Linked DNA regions of Ovis aries: region 1 is linked to region 2. The links are chromatin contacts, called in public Hi-C maps. All regions are on one chromosome and are shown on one strand. Each heading gives the region's core, a stretch centred on a gene start, on an enhancer-like site or on the middle of the called end of the contact. The rest is flanking DNA. Distances are from core to core; before and after follow the strand shown.

Region 1 (7,165 bases), core at 3,920-6,419, 45 kb after region 2:
TTCCCACCCACTCACAAACTCACTTCTGTCTTGCCCCCATCCTTAGAGTACGTGTTTAGGCTGGACAATGGGCACTGGTCCTGCTTCTGATTTATAGTCAAGCTCCTTGGTAGGGTCAGAATCCTTCCTTAACACTGACTCCTTGGCTGGGCCAAATCTTTGAAAATCCTCTACCATGAGCTATGCTATTTGCTCTTGTCTCTCCATCCCTCTCCTATCATTGCTCTGCGCCAGGCCAGGAATCTGCTTTGAACAAGGCTACTCACCTCCTCCCCTAGAGCCACAAGGCTACTCACCTCCACCCAGCTGACAGGGAGCCTGGGAGCCACACACTCCACTGTGGTTCTTGTTGGACTCTAGACCCCACGGTCTTGTGATATCTACCAAATGTCACCTCTAGGGCACCTCCATTACCCACTGACTGCCCTACCTCTGAGTCTGTAATGGGCTATTGGAGCATATGATTTAAGAATGCTGAGGAGGTCTCTACTTACCTAGCAGAGCACCCAGCATGAAATAACATGGTAATGGTAACAACTTCACTACTTGAGTACCTGCTAAATGCTAGGCAATGCTACTAAAGCTTTATATGAATTAAGCCATTTAATCTTTACAACTGTAAGAGGCAGGCATCATTACTTATTATACAGATAAGGAAAGTGAAGCAGAGTAGGTATCTATAAAGTGTTTTCAGAATGAATAAATTTAAAGTGGGTACACAGAGTCATCCAACAATCATTTTATTCACCCATTCCCCCAGCAGATATTTTAAAATTCATCCTCACTCAAGTACATAACCAAACTCTGTCCTCCTTTCCTTCTTTACCAAGAGGACTAGAAGTCCATACTGAAAATTCTAGAATGCACTACTATCCCAAATGTTCTTCCCCTTCACTCACAATATCTACTTCCCACCCCTGGATGAGAGCAAAAGGGTAATTCCAAAGTGCCTTCCTTCCTTTGTAATTTTGCTCCACACCTAATTCTCCTTCTCCAGGAACCCTGTTCTAAGTCTCCTGAACCACACTTCCAGCCTCTGCCTCTCAACTTGCCAACAAGTTGACTCAGCTGCCTCTTGCCTACTGCCAAAAACATGAAACTTTTTTCTACCCAAAGGAGAATCCCTTCTCAATCCTGCAAAATTCTCAAGCACTTTCTCTTCATCACAAAATTTCTCCAAAGAATAGCTTTACAATATCTTTCCCTTCTCTACCAAAATTCATGCCTTAACCATATGATCTGAATTTCACATCCACGTACTTCATGAAAACTGTGAAAAGCCCTCAAGAACCATCATGGGTCTTTCCATACATCACTCCAGTATCTCAAGTCTAAACCATGGAGGCTGGCATCCCTGGCCTCCATGATCTGGCTCCTAATAGTCCCTCTAGCCCTCTCTTTGACTAGTTCCTTCACATCCCCATGGGCTTCCCTTGTGGCTCCGTTGGTAAAGAATCCACCTGCAATGCAGGAGACCTGGGTTCAATCCCTGGGTTGGGAGGATACCCTGGAGAAGGGGAAGGCTAACCTCTCCAGTATTCTGACCTGGAGAATTCCATGGACTGTACAATTCACGGGGATGCAGAGAGTCAGACACGACTGAGTGACTTTCACTTCACTTCACTTCACATTCCCATGGGTTTCACATGTTCAAAACTTACCTTTCCCTTAAGGTTCTTTTCAAGGTTCTCCCTTTCACAAAGCTTGCTCAAATAACTCCCTCCTCAGGTTCAAGAGGAAAGGGACATATATATACCTATGGCTGATTCATGTTGAGATTTGACAGAAAACAACAAAGCTCTGTAAAGCAACTATCCTTTAATTAAAAAATTAATTAAATTTAAAAAATAACTCCCTCCTCTAATTTCTTTGGTCCTATTTGTGTCAATTAATTGCTTCAAACAAACTGCCCCAAATATGTGCACACAGTTTTCAGTGACACAAAAGCTCTGTCAGGGAAAAAGTAATACTTTATTTTCCTGTCCTACAGTAACTAGCAGGGGCAGGACTAGGGCAATGTAAACAGAGTGCCTAGAGGGCAAAATTTAAGAGCCAGGCATTCTCCAGTTCCTGTAATTACAGAGTTTGCACTTAAAACTTTTATCACATTTGCCTTACCCTGGCCCTGCCCTTTAATTAGGGATGTCTCTTTGATACAGATTGAGAATAAAGGAATCTAAACTGATTAATCAATGAATGAATCAATGGTGTGTAAGTACTTTGGGTGATAACTACTCATCTTTGTTGGAAATGAGATTGGAGATGATATATATATAGTGCAATCACGTGAGACAGGAAAAGAAGTTTGCTAAACAGTTTCTAGGAATATAATAACACTCAGGAAGATAGAGGCTCACCTAATTCTTACATAAGATGCTGCTGTATCTGAATATAACACCTGGATTTATTTATTGCTGTCAAGCTGTGAGGAACCTGAGGGTGAAGCCAATAGGAGAGAATGACAGAGCTAAGACGAGGGAGCTAGAGCCCTGATCTGCCATGCTTGGGGCCTGCCATCCTCTGCACTTCTTGTGGAGATGATTAGTTATCTGATCCCTGAAGCCAGCTGAATTGGGGTTTTAAGTTATTTCAGCCAAAACAAGACTAATATGGTATCATTTCCCAAGATGGAGTGATGTGTGTGGCAGAACAGCCAGGTTACCTCTGCACCACCCTCCTCTCTTGCTTCTTCCAAGAGAAGGATGAGTGGGTCTGGTCTAAAGGCCGCAGGCCCACCTGGGACTTAGAGCTCTTGCTCCTCAATGTCTCAGCCAATCAAACCAACCAAAGACCCTCTGTGCTTTTATCTCCCCCTCTGAGAAGCCAATAGACCAGGCTCTCCACCTGGCACAGACAGAACTGCAGCTTCCTGACTGCTTTTCTTGAGACTAACCAGTAGGAATGAAACACTGTTTTGGCCCAGTGTCCAAAGGGCACTCTTTGATGAAATTAACATCCATGAAGTCGATTCTTTGACTCATAAGGGGCATTTGGCCCCTTATGCCTAGTTTCAAACAGGATAAGAGATATAAGTCATTAGGTACATTCAGGACTCCTAAAGTCCTCAGAAAATAATCACACTGAACGTCATAAAACTAAGAAAGATGAGTATAGCAAAGGAACAGTTTTTCATGAGAAAAAGTCTATAGGGTTTGATCTTTGGCTTCAAGCCAGAATGGTGTAAAAGGTTCAGGTCTTGCACATGAAACAAAACCAGGACAAAATACGTGAAACAATACATTTCAAGACAGTGATGGCTGAGCAACAAGGGACAGTAATCACGAAATGAGAGAAAAAAGTGTTCTCTACTACAGTGAGGGAGGGGGAAGTATATGAAGCCTGGTGACTCCTTGACTGAAGGAAAAGGAACTGAAAGCACAGAGAAACCTACAGAGGGTCCACTTCGAGTCTTCAGCTGGGTAATAAATGCCTGTGTATGAGGAAATGACACAAAGCTAAAGAAGGAACCGCCTGAAATGATTAGACAGCATGGCTCAAAAAGACTCAGGAAGAAGTTCTCTTCCTGTCAATCACACATCAACAAAGTGGTTTTACTACATGCAAAAAGAATCTGGAAAAGAATGAATATATGTCTATGTAAAGCTGAATCACTTGACTGTACACCTAAAACTAACACAAACTGTAAATCAACTATATGCCAATAAAATTTTAAAATAAAATAAATAATTCTCTAAAATAATAGATTTTAATTGGAAAAAATAAAGTCATTTCAAAAATATAATAAAATAATTGATCTTCCCACAGCCAAAGTGGGACTCCTCATAACTCACTAGCATCGGGTAGCATACGTTCAAGACTATTGCCTTAGTTGCAGGGCAAAATTAGCCCAAGACGGAATGCTCTCTTGGTCCCAATTCACAAAGCTTCTTAAAACTAAGACCTGAAAAGATATCAAACTATTTCCAAGTAACTTAATTACACCTAGGAGAAAAGCTCGAAAATATTTACTTTAGGAATAAAAATGCGCAACATTCAAGAAGACAAAATTCACATAAAAAGTTACCAAGCAAAGAAGAAAAATAACCTATAATAAGGAAAAAATAAATCAAAATTGCCCCAATGCAATGACAGAATTAGTAACCAGAAACATTAATGCAAACTTTCCAATTGTCTCCTATACATTTTATAAGCAAGAGGAAAGAATGAACATATTAAGTAGAGGATGGATGATATTATAAAAATAATAAATATAAATGCTAAATATACCAGACAGGATTAACAGTAGATATCGCAGAGAAAAAAATCTTTAGCAACAGAAACTTTCAAAAATGAAACATGGAGAGGCAAAAAAACAAAAAGAAGGGAATTACAACATCAGTGAGCTCAGTTCACCCTAGAGAGAAAATAGTAAAGAAATACTTAAGAAATAAAGACTAAAACTTTTTCCAAATTTAATAAAAACCTAAGCCAAGAAACTCAAATAAACCTAAGGCATACAAAATATGAAGTAAAGTACACCAAGGCATATCAAAATCAAATTGTTCAAAACCAGTAATAAAGATAAACTATTAAAATCAGAGAAAATAGACATATTACATAAGAACACCTAAGGGTGACGTTAGGTCTCTTACCAAAAACAAAGCAATGAGAAGAGAGCAAGAAATCATCCTTAAAATACTGAAAGAGAAAAAACTGTCAACTTACAGTTTTATAAGCAGTAGAAAACTGCTTCAAAGGCAAATGTCAAAATCCAAAAAACATTTATATACAAAATTCAAAGGCTTACATCTCATATCATTTACATGATAGATGATTATAGATTTCATTTAATGTTAGAAAGAAATGCGCCATTTGGCCTTATCTCACTAGGATGCCTAAGAACAAAACTAAACAATTTTAAAATAAAGGTAAAATAATGATTTCCAAAAATAAAGATCTCTAAAAATATCTCCCAAAACCCTCTTCTCCATAAAAACAGTAATAATGCTGGTATAAACTGTCAAAACCAACTTTTTCAGAACTCAAAATTAACCAAAGACTGGCAAAAAATTCAGGGAATATTCATTCAAGAAAAATAGCTGAATCTCAAGAATAGCATGAACCTTGTGGCTACTTACCTTTCTCTATTCCCATTCCCCTATCCCAAGTCTATGGTAGTCTTGAAAATCAACAGAGCTTTCATGTTGAAACCATGGTGAAAATCAGTGACCTATTAGCCAAAAATAAATAAATAAATAAAGGCAGAATCAGGATGGAACTTATCTAAAGGCCAATCCCCAGAAAATAGTCATTATTTGACTTTCCTGGAAGTTCCATGGAAAATCCCACTTGAAAAAACTCTATTTGACATGACTCGAAGTTCACCTATGCAAACAAAAAATCAGCACCAACTTTTTTTTAACATCATGGCTGACTGATACAGTGATAATGACTGGGACAAAGAACAAGATGACCAAAACCTTAAGTCAAAAAGCTTAAGAATGAGATTCCGTAGGGGACTATTAAAAGTTCTGCAATATTGCTAGAAAATGACATGGCTGCTGGGTTGCATGCCTAAGGCTATATATACAGTTAAGAAAGACCCAAGACGACCCTAAGCTCTCATCTCTGGCTGAACTGGAGGAGGCTCAACACAATCAGAAAGTGAAGATTAAAGCAGAGCTATAAACTACATACCTAAGCATTGCATGTACGCCACAACAAAGTCTGGAAGATTTATCGGTTTCAAACATCTAAAGAAACCTCTGTCAAATCAAAGGCTGACTAAGCAACCCAAGCAGACTTCAGTGACCACATATGACAATACATACAGACATGATAAAATAAATTCAGAAAAGTTACTAAACAAACAAATAACAAGAACAAATAGCAATAGTAAATTCTGTGGTGAGGGTAGAATCTGTTTTCCAGAATTGTTAATACATATGTTTTGAAATCCCCACTTTTCAAAAAATTGCAAGGTATGCAAAGAAACAAGAAAGTATGGCCCATATTCAGAAAAAAAAAAAGATTATTAGAAATTGTCCCTAAGGAAAAGTCAAGCATGGGATTTATTAGACAAAACCTTAAATCAACTATTTTAAATTTGTTCAAAGTGCTAAAATAAACCATAAAAACTAAAGAAAACTTAGAAATTCTGGAGTTGAAAAACAGTGACTAGAATGAAAAATTCATATGAGGAATGCAATAGCAGAGTTGAGCTGGTAGAAGAATAAATCAACATTATGGAGATAGGTCAATTGACATTATTCACTCTGAGACAAACAAAGAAAAAAAATATGCAATAACAAAGCCTGAAAGACAAATAGAACACCATCAATTATACCAACATGTGCATAAATGAGTTGCAGAAAGAAAAAGAAGCTAAAATAATATTTGAAGAAATAATGGTCCCAAACTTCCCAAATTTTATAGAAAATATTAAACCACAAATCCAAGAAGCCCCAGTGTACTCCAAGTAGGATAAACTCAAAGAGATGCATATTGAGGGAAATCATAATCAATCTATCCAAAAATAAGGACTGAATCTTGGGAGCAGCAACAGAGAAGCAGCTTATCACATACAAGGGATGCTCAACGAAATTAACAGCTAATTCCTCATCAGAAACCTTGGAGGATAGAAGGCAGTGGGATTACATATTCAAAGTGCTGAAAGGAAACACTGATAATAACTCTATATCCAACAAAACCATCCTTCAGAAATAAATGAGAAATTAAAACAAAGCTAACAGAATTCATTGCTAGCAGACTTGCTCTGCAAGAAATACTAAAGAGAATTCTTCAGGCAGAAGTGAAACTGGACAGTAATTTGAATTCCCATGAAGAAATAATGAACATTGATACCCATAATTATGTATTTTTTGTTTGTAACTTTTTCTCCTATATTATTTAAAAGCAACAATTAAAAGTCTGTGTTAATGGGCATACAAATTTGAAAGTGTTATTTCTATGACAATGATAGCACAAAAGAGGAGGAAGAAAGTAGAGCTATGTAGAAGCAGTTTCTGCTTCTTAATAAATAAAATTAAGTAGGCATTATTCTAAACCAGAGTATTATTTATTAATATATTTCTTTTAAAGGACAGTGTCTTCAATAAACAGTGTTGGAAAAATTGGATAGCCACATGCAAAAGAATGAAACCACTAGCTTACACCATTCACAAAAATTAACTCAAAATTATTAAAGACCCTAAATCATAAAACT
Region 2 (6,935 bases), core at 566-3,065:
GGGGAGGGAGGTGGGAGGGGGGTTCATGTTTGGGAATGCATGTAAGAATTAAAGATTTTAAAATTTAAAAAATAAAAAAAATAAAAAAAAATAAAATTCTCTTTAACTTTTTAAATTTAAATATCTTGGTGTAAGTCTGTTTGGGTTCATCTTGTTGGAGACCCTCTGTGGATAGGAGGGAGGGAAGGAAAAAAAGATAGGAAAAAGGAAGGGATGGTTAGGAGGGGGAGAGAGGGAGTGAGGCAGGAGGGAAGGAAGAGAAGGGGAGGGAGGAAACCACCATCTGCCATGCCTGACCACTCACACATTACTGTTCTCTCTCGTCTATAGCTTTCCCTAAGGAAAGCTTAAAATTACTGTCCATTGGAGTATCTGATTTACATAATTCAAAACATTTAAACAACAAAGTGAAATAGATGCAAATCTACATGCTAATGACATCAGGTCATCACATAAGATTAAAATTCACCATTTTGGACTACAACAAAAACCTCAGAATATTTTGAAAAATACAAGTAACAGAGATTATTTTCTGTAATTGCCTGTCAGAGAAACTAGAAACAAGTGAAAAAGTTGAAGCGGAAAATGATGTGGAAACTGTAGAACTGCCTCTGGGGTAAATTTTGGATCTAGAAGCCACTGGAATCTATCTGGAGCTCAGAAAGTTAGAAATGGAAAATGAAACATAAGAAAAGCAGAGAAACAGAAGTAAGACAGAAACAAGTGAGATACCGTGGAGCTCATGACCTCGGGATATTTGTTGCCAAAACCAGAGCTAATTAAAGGTGATCTTCCTTCTTCCCTTCTCCCCCCACCACATTTTTTTTTTTTTTAGGGAGAAAGTTCCTAGGTAGGACCCTCAATCTTGGCCACAGGAGGGGGGCACTGCTCTTCAGAGGTGCGTGGAGGGAGGTGGAGGGGCCTGCCTCTTGGGAGGGGGCGCAGCCCTGGGGGAGGCGATGGGGAGGCAGCACTGTCAGCCTGGCCAGGGCTGCCCCCTAGAGCTGACTAGGAAACCCTCAGCCCAACAGAACAAGCCAACCAGCTTTACATCACCCACAAATATCAAGAGACCCCTACCCCACTGCACCCAACCCAACCTTCAGTCAGGAGGAGGGAGGTGTGCGCCAGTGGTTGAGGTCAGGGACCCTGGAGGTGGTGGTGGGGTGGCCCACAGGGTCCAGGGGTAAGTGAAAGGGAGTTCCCTACTCCTCCCCAGGGGCCCATGGCTGTCCCTCTTACCGGAGAGTACACACAGCTTGGAGGGTCCTCATACCCTACAGAGCAGCATGGTGAGGCCCAGTGCTGGGTGGGACATGATCCAGCCACTTCTTGCAATGAAGTGAAGGAGACTCAGCCACCACACCTGTGGTTCCTATCCTGCCTGGGGACAGGGTCAGCCCTTTATGGAGTGAGGATCCTCAGAGGTGGCCCCACACTCCTGAGCCTGTTTCCTCCTCTGTAACTTGGGGATCTGATTAGTCCTCTTAGGCTACACAAATGCCTCAGCAGTTTCAGCCTTGGCTTGTAGAGGACAGGGGCTCCTTCTAGCCCCCAGTGTCCCAGGGCCACCCTGTTGGAACTCCACAAAACACCCTAGAGGGAGCCCCTTCAACCTTGGCAACAAGAGAGGACCCTGCTCTTAGGTAGGCAAGAATAGACATGGGTTTCCCAAGAAGAGTCACATGCCCACCCTACCACTACCACCATGATCCATTCAGCACACACCAACCTTGCCTTCCTGGTCGTCCTCAGGATGGGGCATGGCCACCTGACCCACATTTCAGGGAGCAAAGCACTCCCTCCCTGTCTTGATGGCACCTCTGACCCAGAGGTCAAACCAGACAAACATGGCATTTAAATGTTAAGAACAAAAGAACTGAGTACTCTCTTGGAAGTCTGTGAACAAGTCACAGGGACTGTATTTGGAAATGCGTACTTCCTTATGCCTTTGATAGCTCTGAATTTTAAGAATATTTCCCCACCCCACCCCCCAGCCATTTCTTGGCCAAGATCCAATACTGCATTTTTTAAAAGTTATTTCTTGAAATGTGTACAGCTGAGCAACACTCATTTCTGGTGGTTTGTTCCATTACTTTAATGACATCTGTCTATTCCTGTTCTTGTATTTTGTTCATTTACCTCTGGGGTTTTGGCTGCTTTCTTATTGATCTCTGGTTCATTAAATTTGACATTGCAAATATTTTCCATTTGTTACTTATGTTTTATCTTTGTGTTTTTCCAATGTACAGAAATTTTTTATGAAACGAGATATAGTGAATTATTTCCCTTATGACTTTTGAGGCTCACATTGTCTTGAGACAGTCACAGCAAATGGGTCTGTTGGACTCCCATCTCGTAAAGGGAGGTCCAATGGCACCTTTGATGCAGACTTCTGGGGTTGCAAACTCTGGTTCCCTCTGGCTAGTTTCTGCTTACATGGAGTTATTTCCCTACCCACATTTTTCTGCATTGATGGCTGGATGGCATCACTGACTCGATGGATGTGAGTCTGAGTGAACTCCAGGAGTTGGTGATGGACAGGGAGGCCTGGCGTGCTGTGATTCATGGGGTCGCAAAGAGTCGGACACAACTGAGTGACTGGACTGAACTGAAGGCTGATATGAGCCGAACTCAGAGCACAGCCTCTCTTATTTCCCCAAAACCTCTTTCACGAAGATGCCACAGTAAGAAGGCAGTAGATCTGAGTCCAGGAACCGGGCGTCTGTCCCTCTGCTTTTTCCCCACAGACTTACTGAGATATAATTGACCTATGACATAGATACGCTTAAGGTGTACAAAGAGCTGATTTAATACACTTAATATGCTGCAAAATGATTACCACCAGAGCATTAGCTAACACTTCCATCATGTCATGCAATTATCATGTCTTTTTTGTGGTGGGAATATTTAAGATCCACACGCTTAGCAATTTTAAGTATATACAGTGCTATTAGCTATAATCACTGTTATATATCAGCTCCCCAGAACTTTTAACTGGAAGTGTCTACCCTTTGGCTAACATCTCCCCATTCCCCCATCTACCCACCGTCTCACCCACTCACAGCCACCATTCTACTCTCGGTCGGCTTTTGTAGATTCCACACCTAAGTGACATCATACCGTTTGCCTTTCTTCGACTTATCTCATGTAGCCTAATGCCCTAAAGTTTCATCCATGTTGCTGCAAATGGCAGGTCTCCTTCTTGTTCATGAATGACACTCCACTGCACACATAAAGCGCATCCTCTTTATCCATCCATCGGCAGACTCGGGTTGTTTCCGTATCTTGGCTATTGTATCATTGTTCCCGATACTGTGCCCCAGTCATATCAGCTCTGGGGAATTTGTCGAAAATTTGGCGAAAATTTCTCTTAAAGTCCCCCATTCCAAGCCTTTCACCCCAGCCATCCACTGCTGGGTTGCTATTTCTTCCAGTCCCCTCTCATGCCCCAAATCCTCCATCCACCACCACCTCCCAGACCAAACTCCCAACTCTGCTGACCAACCCCCTTGGCTCACTCACCTCACTTGACTTCAGTCACTGAACCGATCGACAAATACTGCCTGAACACTTGCTTCATGCCAAGCACACTGTAGACAACACGCAAGAAGGGGAAGCAGAAGAAACCAGGCGAGGACGAGGGGCAGACTCCGAAGGCTGGGGAAGCCACCTGTCAGCCACTCTGGGTCCTAACCCATTTCGGTTTGCCTCAAGGTCTCCACGAGTAACGGGGGTTTCCTGGGTCCGCCCACCTCCATGCAGTGTGGTGTGGAATGAATAGGTGAGGCAGCGATAATACACAAGCTGGCGTGAGGCCCCGGAGCCCATGTGGACAGGATGGCAGAGACTTCAGTCGGGCCACCTGAGGGCAGGACAGCCACTTGGCTGCAGGATAGATGAGGTGATGCTACTCAGAGGTGAGGTGTCTAGGGCAGCTGCAGACAGAAACTGAGCATAGAGTAGTTGCTTCTCGAGGTTTTATTCACTGGCTTAGCAGGCACTATTAACAAATAGACTCCAGTTTCATATAACAGTGTTGACCCAAGAAAACCTTGTTTCTCCCAGGGGGTGCAGAAAGTATAAAAATTTGAATTTTCACTTCAAATATGGCCCAAGTTAGAGGAACTCAGCCACCTGCAAACCTAAGCCTCCCTCTCCGAAAAGGAACTTGAGACTTCCCAGGTGACCAGAGCCCTGTGAGACTCCTGAGCTTCCATATCACTCATCAGCTCTAGGTTTTTGTGGTCATTTGGGCTTCTTTTTCTGCCCTGAACAGCTGCCTTGCCCCTGATGGAAAGAGAAAGCCAAAGGTTTTTGTGCTTCAGGCCTACAGATCAGTGCAGGCTATCTGCTGCCCAGATGAGGCTTTCTGAGCTGTGCATCTTGGCCGGAGCTGGCACCGAGTGCCACAGGAAGAAGCCAGCCCCCAGTATTCTCCGGGGACCTGTGGAAACTCCTGCCTGAACCTGTGGTCTAAGGAGCGGGGGATAAGGTAGTGGTGCAGCAGTCAGAGGCCCAGGTTGGGGAAGGAGTACAGGGAGGTGCTGGCCATGGAAAGGAAAGCAAGAGAATGCATAGCTTCTAAGATCTTAATGTGCCGAGAATCACCCAAGGCCTCGGGGGTAGCCCTGGCCTCAGAGGCCACCTGGCAAAGGTAGAAATCTCCTCATGACATCTCAGCCAACTTAGCTCCCTCTAGGAGTCAAGACTTGCCACTTCAGTCACCATTTATCATTTGAATTCAGGCCTTTGGGCTGTCCTCTCTGGAAGGGGGATCTGAGAGGCTCAACCACTTATTCCAAGAGCACTCAGATTGCAGGGGTTACAAGAGAGAGAGAGACGAGAGAGAGAAAGGGGTCAGAGAGAGAGAAGCATGCAGAGGACACAGGGTTCCATCCCTTGTTTAAGGGACAAGCTGCTGCTTCTGCTCTAGGAAGCCTTATATGGGACAGGACTGGCCTTGGACCCTCATCGGAGGAGTCCATGGGCCCAACCCTGCGTGTCCCTGAGTAGTCAGGGGCTGGGATAACATAGGTGCCTCTTAATTTCAAACTCCAGCCCAGCCCCATGGGCCAGGATATCCAGCACCGCCTGATCTATCTTCTGAAATTACAGAGGCAAAGGAAACATCCCTTTGGTTCTGTCTTGGCTCTGTAGATCATTGCTCAGGGGTCACCAAGGGGGTCGATCCCCTAACTCTCAGCAAACTCAGGTCTTCAGGACAGAGGTCACAGCCTCATGTCTTCACTCAGACCTGTTTTTAGCATGAGATCAGGGTGGGGGGTGGTGCTGAGGGTGAGGGGTCAAAGTGTATGGGCTCACAATCCAAAGATCCGAGACGCATGTCCAGGCCCCGACCCGTGCAGCTGTGGGCCCTGTGAAAGTTACCTCGGCCTCCTCACCTTAAATGCAGGTAACACAAGGGGTCACCTCATCATATTGCAGTGAAGAAGAAATGTGATCAGTGATGAGTGTGGTCTCTTGCACGCTAGCTGCTGTCACCCCTGCCCCAGGCATGGCCTGGGAGGGCCTGTGGGAAGGCCCAGGATCAGGACGTTGACCACAGGGCTGCAGACCTGAAGGGTGGCCCGGCACGCCCAGACCTTCACAGAGCCCTGAGATCTTCCCAGCACACGCCAGGGAGGGAGGGGCCCGCTCAGGGTCCAGGCTGCGGGGGCGGGTGAGTGAGCAGGTTTCCTCCGACAGGGGTGCTATTTCCACTAAATTCACATCACCTTGGTCTGGGGGAGAGGCAGGGAAACATAGTGACTGGCGTCATGAGAAGACCTGAGCCCCAGCACCAGAAGGCCCCCTTCCTCCTGCTCAGAGGGGCCTGGCTCTGCCCAGGAAGGGGGCAGTGGGTGATCTGAGAGCTGGGGTCCTGGAGGAGAGGAGCTGTCCCACCTGAAGGCTGCAGGGCTCACCAGGCCTGGCCCCCAGCAGCACTAAAATACAAGCTCCTTGGGAACTTCCCAAGGGAACTCGCTTCTCCCAAAGTGGCCGTAGCACGCCGTCTTCTGGTAGATGGGTTTTTTCAAGTCCAAGTCCCTGCGCGTTCAGAAGAACAAAGGGTCAGTTTTAATGGAAAAGGAGGGGAGTGTCTTTCCCTGAATTGGGGGCACAGGAGTAATTAACAGACTATGAGTGTGTGGGGTGTTAACCACTCAAGAGCAATTCTCCCTAAATTTCCTATCTCTGCCATGCCACTCCTTACAAGGTCACTGCCACTGGTGCTTAAGAAACAGTCTCAGGGTTCTGGGACAGCCTGATCAATCACACAGACAGACGCACCAGGAATCAGGATTTGAACTCTGGCCTACACTCTGCTCCACTGACCTGGCACAAACCAACATCGACACCGCAAGCTCCAGAAAACAGGGGTGGCATTAGAAGCGAGAGCAGTTGGGGCCAGACTTGCTGACTCAGTTCCCAGGCATCTGGTCTTGCAGTTATTTTCCTAAGATCTCCAACCTGCTCAAAGATGGGCCCCCTGAAGTCAGTGTCTGTTGGGCTCTTTCAACCTGAAAACTAGACATTCTGCATTTGGGGTTTGCACTGTACTGGGCCAAGAGCTTGAAGCCCCTCCTGCTTCTAGGGGGCTGAACATCCTTCCTTCTGATTCTCTTTCCGATAAGCAAGCACCGGGGCGGGGCGGGGAAAGAGGGCTTTGTCCAGCTGCAGGGGCGGCCCTTTTACCTGACGATGACACCAGGCCGAAGGTCGAAGTTCTTATTGACCACATCCAGCAGCTCTCTCTCTGTCTTCTGGGAGGTTCCATAGGTGAAGATGGAAATAGACAGTGGCTCAGCCACACCAATGGCATAGGACACCTGTCAGAAGAGCCCAGGGTCAGGGAGAAGCCCCTCACGGAGACCTTGATGTCCTCAGGGAGAGGCCGTTGAAACCACACACGCCCTGCCCAATACACTCTC

The links. Hi-C and Micro-C count contacts between places; a contact is called where the count stands out from the background.
Region 1: a contact with region 2 is called in a Hi-C map of liver, with 1.7 times the contacts expected there. The contact joins the promoter of MAT1A here to the enhancer-like site in region 2. A contact is called at or near these places in 2 of 16 Hi-C or Micro-C datasets (liver and mixed tissues).

The regions. Positions count from the first base shown.
Region 1 is chr25:34,758,150-34,765,314 of ARS-UI_Ramb_v3.0, forward strand. It overlaps MAT1A (methionine adenosyltransferase 1A), which reads right to left and starts at 5,170. Exons shown (of 9, transcript XM_042240794.2): 1 at 5,079-5,170. The coding sequence starts at 5,094. It overlaps DYDC1 (DPY30 domain containing 1), which reads right to left. Exons shown (of 8, transcript XM_060406558.1): 8 at 1-5,170. The coding sequence ends at 5,099.
Region 2 is chr25:34,716,751-34,723,685 of ARS-UI_Ramb_v3.0, forward strand. It overlaps MAT1A (methionine adenosyltransferase 1A), which reads right to left. Exons shown (of 9, transcript XM_042240794.2): 8 at 6,700-6,833; 9 at 3,966-6,051. The coding sequence ends at 5,949. Among named protein-coding and RNA genes, the nearest start is that of SFTPA1, 16 kb to the left of the region's middle. Within about 2 kb of position 1,816, at least 3 of the 54 cell types and tissues checked have an H3K27ac peak or open chromatin away from gene starts, as enhancers often do. A contact at or near this core is called in liver, where this site is marked.